Linked DNA regions of Sus scrofa: region 1 is linked to region 2. A link is a contact called in public Hi-C data. All regions are on one chromosome and are shown on one strand. The core of a region is the stretch at or near the end of the contact, and the rest is flanking DNA. Distances in the headings are between cores, read along the strand shown. Region 1 holds the start of RBM18 (probable RNA-binding protein 18). Region 2 holds the start of LHX6 (LIM/homeobox protein Lhx6).

Evidence for each region. A called contact is a pair of places that touch in the nucleus more often than the background predicts.
Region 1: a Hi-C map of skeletal muscle shows a contact between it and region 2, with 2.7 times the contacts expected there. The contact joins the promoter of RBM18 here to the promoter of LHX6 in region 2. A contact is called at or near these places in 2 of 47 Hi-C or Micro-C datasets (embryonic fibroblasts and skeletal muscle) and 1 of 2 datasets of contacts at active chromatin or transcription factors (skeletal muscle).

What each region holds. Positions count from the first base shown.
Region 1 is chr1:262,354,393-262,358,634 of Sscrofa11.1, reverse strand. RBM18 (probable RNA-binding protein 18) reads left to right here and starts at 2,355. Exons shown (of 6, transcript XM_001925816.4): 1 at 2,355-2,519. It overlaps MRRF (ribosome-recycling factor, mitochondrial), which reads right to left and starts at 2,641. Exons shown (of 7, transcript XM_003480599.4): 1 at 2,298-2,641.
Region 2 is chr1:262,320,700-262,324,971 of Sscrofa11.1, reverse strand. It overlaps LHX6 (LIM/homeobox protein Lhx6), which reads left to right and starts at 2,195. Exons shown (of 9, transcript XM_021068376.1): 1 at 2,195-2,742; 2 at 3,895-3,966. The coding sequence starts at 2,290.

The DNA.
Region 1 (4,242 bases), core at 1,106-3,605, 34 kb before region 2:
AGATAAGTACTATTATTATAATCCAGTTTATGGATAAAGAAACAGAGGCACGGATAAATCCTTTGCCCAAGATTTTATTTCAAGCAATTTTGTTCCAGAATCTGTTCTCTTAACCACTATCCTATACTGTGTATATAAAACAGTATGGTTGCTGGCACTGTTATTCAAACTACTGAAATATTTTTAAAAATTACAGAAGTACATAATCTCTATCTAAAGTTGAGGTTCTCAAAACTTGAATTTTCCTTGTGGTTTTTTGTTTTTGTCTTTTTAGGGCTGCACCCACAGCATGTGGAGGTTCCCAGGCTAGGAGTTGTCAAATCGGAGCTATAGCTGTTGGCCTACGCCACAGCCACAGCAACGCAGGATCTGAGCCGAGTCTATGACCTACCCCAGAGCTCATGGCAACGCCAGATCCTCAACCCACTGATCAAGGCCAGGGATCAAACCTGCGTCCTCATGGATGCTAGTCAGATTCATTTCCGCTAAGCCACGACGGGAACTCCAAACTGTCCTGTTTTTCATAGAAGGCACATTTTAATGTTGTAAAGAACTAGATGAGGAAAACACACGTCCTGGCTCATCCACTACGCCAGCAACCCCTACCAATCCAGTCGTGTATTAGCTTATAATACGCTAATAATACACACAGACCCTTGCTGTACATAAAATACTTTCATATGTATTACCTGATTCCCACAATAACCAGGGTTATGATTACCACCCACATTTTACAAAGAAGCAAACTGATCTTCCATTTCCGTGAATACTCCTCCTGCTTCAGGGCCTTCAAACATACTGTTGCATCTGCTTGCAAAGGTCTTCCCACACCTCTTTAATGAACAACCTCACATTTTCCTTTCAGACTGCAGCTTAAACATCACTTCCTCAGAGGAAGCCTTCCTTGGCTGCCTCCTCTAGCCCAACAAGTCAAATGTCCTATAGCCCACTTTCATAACACCCTGTACTTTTTCATGGCACTTTAACAATATCAGCTAATATTTGTGCAGTTATTTGATCATGGTCTAATTCCCCCCATAAGACTATAAGCACCACAAGGACTAATGTATGCTTGTCTTGTTCATGGCTGTGTCTCCAGTCTCCAGCACATTCCTGAACACAGAAGACTCTGAATAAATGTGATGAAAGATGAGTGAAAGTCTAGAAAGGTTAAGTCCTTCCTCAAGGTCACAATGCTGGCACCAGAACTGAAATCTAAGCCCCGGACAGTAGGTCCTGGGCTCTGTTTCCCAAAACTGCTTCCAGTGTCTCTTGGTTGACAGATTTTTCACTTAGAGATAATAAGGCATATTATTCTCTAAATTCGGTGCCTTGTGAGGGCATTTATAGTATCTGACTATATATAAGATCACATCCCTGGCACAGCTAAAGGAAGGATAAGACACTTTAACAGATGGAGAAAGAGCCTTTGCCTAAGAGCTAGGAGGCCTGGATTCCGATATTCCTATCTCATCACTCCTGCCAACTATCCTTTTTAGATTCATAACTACTCTGTATTCAAAAAGTATTTGTGAAAGCTCTGCCGCTGACGACTTATATCAAGTCATTTCTTCTGAGGTTGTTTCCTCAACTATAACACGAAGAGTCAGACCAGACTTTCATTCTTTCTAGCTATAGAGCCTTCAAGATTCTGAGAATGCAATAGAGTGGGGTGAGTGGAAAAAAGCATCCAACTCAGAGAAGACCTGGGAAAGAATGCTGGTTCCAGCACTTCCTGGGTATGTGACCTTACATAGGTCAAACTCTCTTGGCCTCAGTCTCATCTGCAGATGACAATACGACTTGTTAGGGTTACCGGGACGATCGAATGAGATAAGAGCTGCAGAAGCACTTTACCAATATAGAAGGGCTACTGAAATGACTGTTTTGTCACTGGACGGCACAGAGTAATGTTGGAATTGAGTCCCCTCACTCACTAGCCGCGTGACCGTGATGAAATTACTCGTTCGAGCTTCCGTTTCTCCATCATGGGGAGAAACCTCCCACGGGATTGTTCAGAAAATTAAATGTTCCTGCCAGGTAGCGGGCAACTAAGTACCTGATACTATTTAGTAACCTAAGCCTCCCATCCTGGAAGTTCCTAGCTGATGCGATTAGCCCCGCCCCCAACCCGTGAGACTCTCGGATCTACCAGTCCCGCCCCCATCTGTAAAGGTCAAGCCGGATTCCAACGGAATGCATCGGGAACGGTGTTCCGGGCCCTAACAGTCCCCTGAGAAGTCCCTGAGCAGAAGTCTCTGGCGCGCGAGCCTCAAGACTATACCGAGGACACTCACCAGCTAGCTCCCAGGGTACTAGGAAGACTCGCGCGACCGCGGCGACGGAGGCGGCGCGGGCGTCGTGACGTCACGGGGCGGTGCGGCGGCGCAGGCGTAGTGCGTCAAGGGCGGCCTGGCAGCTGGCGGCGTTGAGGTGGACGGGTGTAGAGGGCCGTGGGACCGCGGAGACGGGACCTGCTTTGGGGGCATGAGCCGAGGAGAGGACTCCGAAGTCACGAGGTGAGTCCGGCCACAACGCGCCTCTACCCTTTAGCGCCGGCCCGACAAGGAGTTCCCAGCGGAGGCTCCCCCAGTGAGACGGCTCCTCAGACCCCGCCCCGGATCGTCCCGCCGCTGGCCCGGAAATATCAATCCGAGTAATGACCCCTCGCAGCTGGGAATTCGCGGCCAGGGATCGGGAAGCCGGGATTCAAGCCTTGACCCCACCATTACCATTAGCTTTTTAAGAAGAAGCGCCTTTGCTTCTCTGCACTTCAGTTTTCCCAAATGACTGTTCTTGGCTTCCAGGGTAGTTATAGCTCAGCTGGGCGGGGGCGGGATGGGGGAAGGCTAAAAAGCGTTTTGTGAACTGTGAATCTGAAGGGTTGTCGCCATTGCAAACCCAAGAATTTTGAGATAGTTGCATGCCATCTTAATCACTTATCACACTTTACCATTTCTCAAAAAGCTCTGTGCCAACTTATCAAATGTATTGCCATATTTTAGCCTCATAACAACTCGAGATAAGGATAATAATGCCCATATCAAGGAAGAAGAAAAAACGGAAGCTCCAAGTGGGGAAATGGCTTGCCTGCTTCATTCATTCGTTCATTCACTAAACTTTGAGCACCAGCCAGGAGCCAGTGTACTAAGTGCGGGGATGGGGAGGGGGATAGAATCATCAAAATAATCAAGACCCTGCTCAGTAGTAGCTTACTTTCTCATATCTTACTTTCTAGTGAGGGAAACGAAAGATAAAACAACGTATAAGGCATTGAACTGGTATTGAGTGGAAAGAAAAAGTGCCTGTGATAGAGACTAACAAGATGCCCTTACTCTGTTAAGGGAAAGCTTTTCTAGGGCTAGAGGACACTTGAGGGGAGATCACGACTTGAGTCACAAAATAATAAATCCTGGGTGCAAAAGCCAGTATTTGAGTGCCTGTCTTTTGGCCCCATACCCTGTACTCTTTCCCCTTAAAATGATTCACTTGTGTGGTATTAAGTACTTGTTGGTATTATTTATTGCTGTTTTTAGACATGAGAGAGTCAGAAGGGTCTACATTCAAGTCTCGTCTCAAATGTCATTTCCCTTAGAGGGCTTTCCACTCATTCTGAAGTAGTCCAGCCCCAATCTCCTTGTCAGATCTCCTTGCTTAACTACGTTTGCAGCACTGATCACAAATTACGCCTTGTATATTTATTTTGCATTTGTTTTGTCCTGCCCCTTTTCTAAATATGTGTATCCAGAAGGCAGAAACCTTGCTTGTTCACTGCTCTGTCCCCAGGACCTAGACGATGCCTGGAAAATACAGGCTTTTTTGAATGAATGGTCTGTAAGAAAGTAGAAGGAAAGGAAATCCAGGAGAAGACAAAATGTTTCTCCTCCCCCAACCTCCATGCCTGGGATTCTAGTCATGCCTATTTCTCCTTTCTCCCAGGAAGTAAAAGCAAGAACTGTGGCTTATTCATTTCTCTTTTTCAGCAGCTGGTAGCTGCTTTTCACACATTACAGAACAGATTGAACATGTGAGAGAGGAAGAAGAACGCCCTTGTGTGTTGGAGGGGTAGATAAACACATTTAACAAACAATATCTAGGGGCTACTGTGTGCTAGACTGTAGAGGCTGTGCTGAGGTGAATAAGAGATAACGCCAGCATTCAGTATGGCAGCTGTTGTTATTAAGACGCAGTTCCTACAGCAGTGATCTCAAAGGCACTTCTGGTCTTATAGGACCCATGTTT
Region 2 (4,272 bases), core at 946-3,445:
GGCATGAACTCTGATGTCAGATGAATTTGGTATGGAGTTCTTTTTTTTTTTTGTCTTTTTTGCCATTTCTTGGGCCGCTCCCGCAGCATATGGAGGTTCCCAGGCTAGGGGTTGACTCAGAGCTGTAGCCGCCGGCCTACACCAGAGCCACAGCAACACGGGATCTGAGCCACGTCTGCAACCTACACCACAGCTCAGGGCAATGCCAGATCCTTAACCCACTGAGCAAGGGCAGGGATCGAACCCTCAACCTCATGGTTCCTAGTCAGATTCATTAACCACTGCGCCACGACGGGAATTCCTGGTGTGGAGTTCTTGGCCCTGGCAATAATTAGCCGTGTGGCACCACTTTAGACATTTCACATGTTCTCTCCGAACCTGTTTGTTCATCAGTGAACAGGTGCAGTAAGAGACACTATCTTGGTAGTTCCCGTCGTGGCTCAGTGGTGAACAACTCCAACAAGGAACCATGAGGTTTTGGGTTTGATCCCTGGCCTCGCTCAGTGGGTTAAGGATCTGACATTGCTGTGAGCTGTGGTGTAGGTCGCAGACTTGGCTCGGATCCCCCATTGCTGTGGCTCTGGCGTAGGCTGGCAGCAACAGCTCTGATTCGACCCCTAGCCTGGGAACCTCCACATGCCACGGGTGTGGCCCTAGAAAAGACAAGAAGACAAAAAGAAAAAGAGAGAGAGAGACTCTCTCACGGGGTTATTGTGAAAGGAAAATGAAATCATGATCACAAAGTGCTGAGGCTGCTGTGGATAAAATATCGAGGAGAAGCAGCTGGGTTTAGGATGTACAAAAAAGATATTTGAGGAGATTGATGTCCATAGTCCTGCGAATTTTTGAGGGTGCATATGAACACACCTCACCAGCTTTCATATTGCAGTTATGCTTTTAGTAGAAAAGACCATGGTTTACAGAGAAAGTTTTCACTTTGAGCATCTGTGTCTGAGAGAAACAAATGGCTAGAATGCAGAGGGTGGGAGATGCCATTGGCTTGGGCTATTTCTCTGTACTTTGAGGATGTAGGTGTGAGTCTTTTGTATTACGCTGGTGGGCAGATACCCTAATCTGCCTGGATCTGGTAGGATGTGCCTGTGTGTGTACATGACCATGACTCCTGGGAATCCGGTGTCTGCAGAGGCGAGTACGCTCTTTCAGACTCTAAATGGTTATTTCACCATCTGTAGGGATACACTGTGTATATCTGTGGGTCTCTGAGTAGAGTAGTATGAGGTTTTGCACTGGTTTGCAACTCCCTAGGAATCTGTGCTCTCCTAACTGTGGATACACACATAAGAACAGTTATTCTGGTGGGGGGGGTGTTTACAGTCGTAAATGAGGGCAATTAGGGAGGTGATGGTATGTGCGACTGTGTGGAGGTTAGACGTGTGTTGTCTCTAGAGCCAGATCTAATTCTGTTTTGTTTTTTGTTTTGTAGAAAATGTGTGTATTTGTTTTTAGAAGATGCTATGTATTTATACGTCTCAGCTCTGTGTGCAAAGAAGGGCACTAAGGACATGTGTCCACTTGTGTTTATGTGTTGTATGTGAACTGTGTAAGGCTCTATCTTTGAGTTTGAGGCTTTTGTGTCTGAGGGGCTGGGGGCTGTGTCTCCTATCTAAATGCCTGGGCCTCCCTGCCTTCCCCACCTCTATTGATAAAGCCCTGGAGAAGGTGATAGGTGTTAGACTGGATGGCTCAGCAAATTCTCAAAAGAAGGCGGGTGTCCCAGGCACTCCCTCCCTGGGGAAGTCAAGGAAGCATCCCCCACCCCAGAATTCCCCTTTCCCCACCTGGCCCAATCCCACTGAGAATAGGATATAGCCCAAGTCCTTGGTGTGTGCTCTTTGGTTGTTACGGAGCAGAGGCAGCTGTGCAGGTGTGTGAGAATGTATGAATGCCTTGTGCTCGGTGTAAATGAGGCAAACAGGTAATCATTTGCATCAGGATGTACACAATCGTACCAGGCAAGGAATTGCATTAACAAAGTATAAAGTGTTTTACTTTATATAAGACCTATCTCAGCCCAAGATGTGACCATGGGTCCCTCTGGTATCTGAAAGTGGAGCTGTGCTGGAGGGCTGTGGGTGCCCCTCGAGGGAGGGGCCGTAGTGAGCTGTGTGCAGTGTGTGCCTGCCTGTGCCTTTGTATGTCAGAGTGTCTCTGAGTCTGTCAGCAGCTCTGAATTTCTGTGTGTCTATATGTCTGTGTGTATGTGTCTCTGGGTCGCTGGCTCGCTGTGTGTGTCTCGCTCTCCCTCCGCGGGGAGGGGATTGGTCACGCATGACTCATCTTGAACCGAGCGGGGCTCCAGCGGCAGGGCGGCCGCCACCGCAGCTGGAGGGGGAGGAGGACGAGGAGGAGGGAGAGGAGGAGGAGGACTACGAGGAGCGAGAGGAGGAGGAGAAGGAGGGGGCGGGGGCCTCTCCAAGTTTGTCGGGACCTTCTTCCGAGGCAGCTGCGGCGGCAGCCAGGGAGGCCAGGGCTGCGCGCGGGCCGGGGGCAGGGGCTGGGGCCGGGCCCGGGGCGGCGGGGCCGGCACCTCGGCTCTCCTGCTGCTCCTGCTTCAGCTTTTGCTCCCACTGCGGCCGTGGTCCCCCTCCGCGCGGCTCTTCGTGCTGCGCGCCGGCTGAGCCCGCCGCTCCCCGGCCCATGTACTGGAAGCATGAGAACGCCGCCCCGGCGCTGCCCGAGGGCTGCCGGCTGCCGGCCAAGGGCGGCCCCACCACCGAGCAGGTGAGTGAACGAGAGAGTGGGTGAGCCTCCCGGGCCAGGGGTCGGCAGGGACCGAGACCCAGCCGGGCCCGGCCGGGTGGCGGCGGCCGCAGGGAGGAGGGGTGCGGGGGTGAGCCTGGGAGTATGTGTCTGTGAATGTGTGAGCGCGCGCGAGCGCGGGGCGGGGGGGTGGTCGCGGAAAGCGGGAACACATTATGCAAATGTTGGAGGAATTTCTCAAAAAGCGATTTAGCAAAGACACAGGCGAATCAAGAGGAGGCGAGGCGGGTATTGTCCGTCTGAATAGGCGCTGATAGCGCCGATCCTCCGGGGGTTGTACCGGCGCAACGCTGAGAATCGCGGTGCTGGGCTTGTCCCGGGCGCTCTGAGGGGTTGGAGGGTGCTTTTTCCTCTCCTTGGACGCTTCCGTTTTCTCTTTTGGTCCCGTTTTGCCCCTGATCTAGCCCCCGTTTTGGCTCTGGGTTTCTCTCGGACTGGCCCTCGAAAGGCGCCTGAATCCGCGTCAATATATCTCCGCATCAATTTCGCCCCTCGCGCGGGGCGGACGGGCTCACGCTCTCAGCGCTCTGGGTTTAATTTTCCTCAAAAGCCACCCCCCATCTCTTTTTTATTTTCTTTCTTTCTCTCTTTTCTCCTTTTTGCATTTTGTGTCGAGAGGAGAAGGGAGCGAGGAAGGGGGGTGGGTGGAGGGAGAAAAAATTCGATTTTTAATTACTACCATTAAAAAATCAAATTTGCAATTCTTTGGGCGGCCTGATGGATCTCACTGATTGACAGTTGGAATTGACACTCTGGCTACCTCTTATCTTGGGCATTCACGACAATTTCTAATTGCAGGTAGTTTGTGTGTGTGCGCGTGTTTTTTTTCCCCCTCAGAGGCTTGGATTGCAAGGGAACTAAGCGATTACTTCAAGAGCCACGGGTTAAGTGCAGGGAGAGGGGGAGAGAGAGGGAAAAAATCCAATCCAAATTCAAATTGCTTCATTAGAGAGACACCGCTTTTGTGGGGAAGGGCTTTAAATGCCCACTACAAAGTTAGGACTCATTGTTCCGCGCCGGTTTATATAACAGGCGCGGGGAGGCGCTGGGCTCAGGCTGCGCGGAGCCAGTTCTGCAGCCTCGGCCGCCTGCGTTCCCTCCCCCCTCCCCCAGGTGATGGCCCAGCCAGGGTCCGGCTGCAAAGCGACCACTCGCTGCCTTGAAGGGACCGCGCCGCCCGCCATGGTGAGTTCGTTTGGCCCTACCTTCGGCCCCCGGTCCCCCGGCGGCCGGGCCCTGGGGAGCTGACCCGGCTTTCCGGCCCCGAACAGCTGCCCTTGCGCTGGGGGACTCCCAGAGGGCGCCGCCCCTTTCCGAGCCTCGGTTTTCTGGCCGGGAATGTGAGCTTTGACCGCACCTTGTACCTAGGACGTGCGTGCTAAAAGTTGGAGCCGTTCTTTCCTCTCCAGTAAGCCCTTTGATTCCTGTTCTGTAGCCCGTGGCTTGTCGTTTTGGGAGGATTTCGTTGTCAGTTAGTTCGCTGGAGCCCCA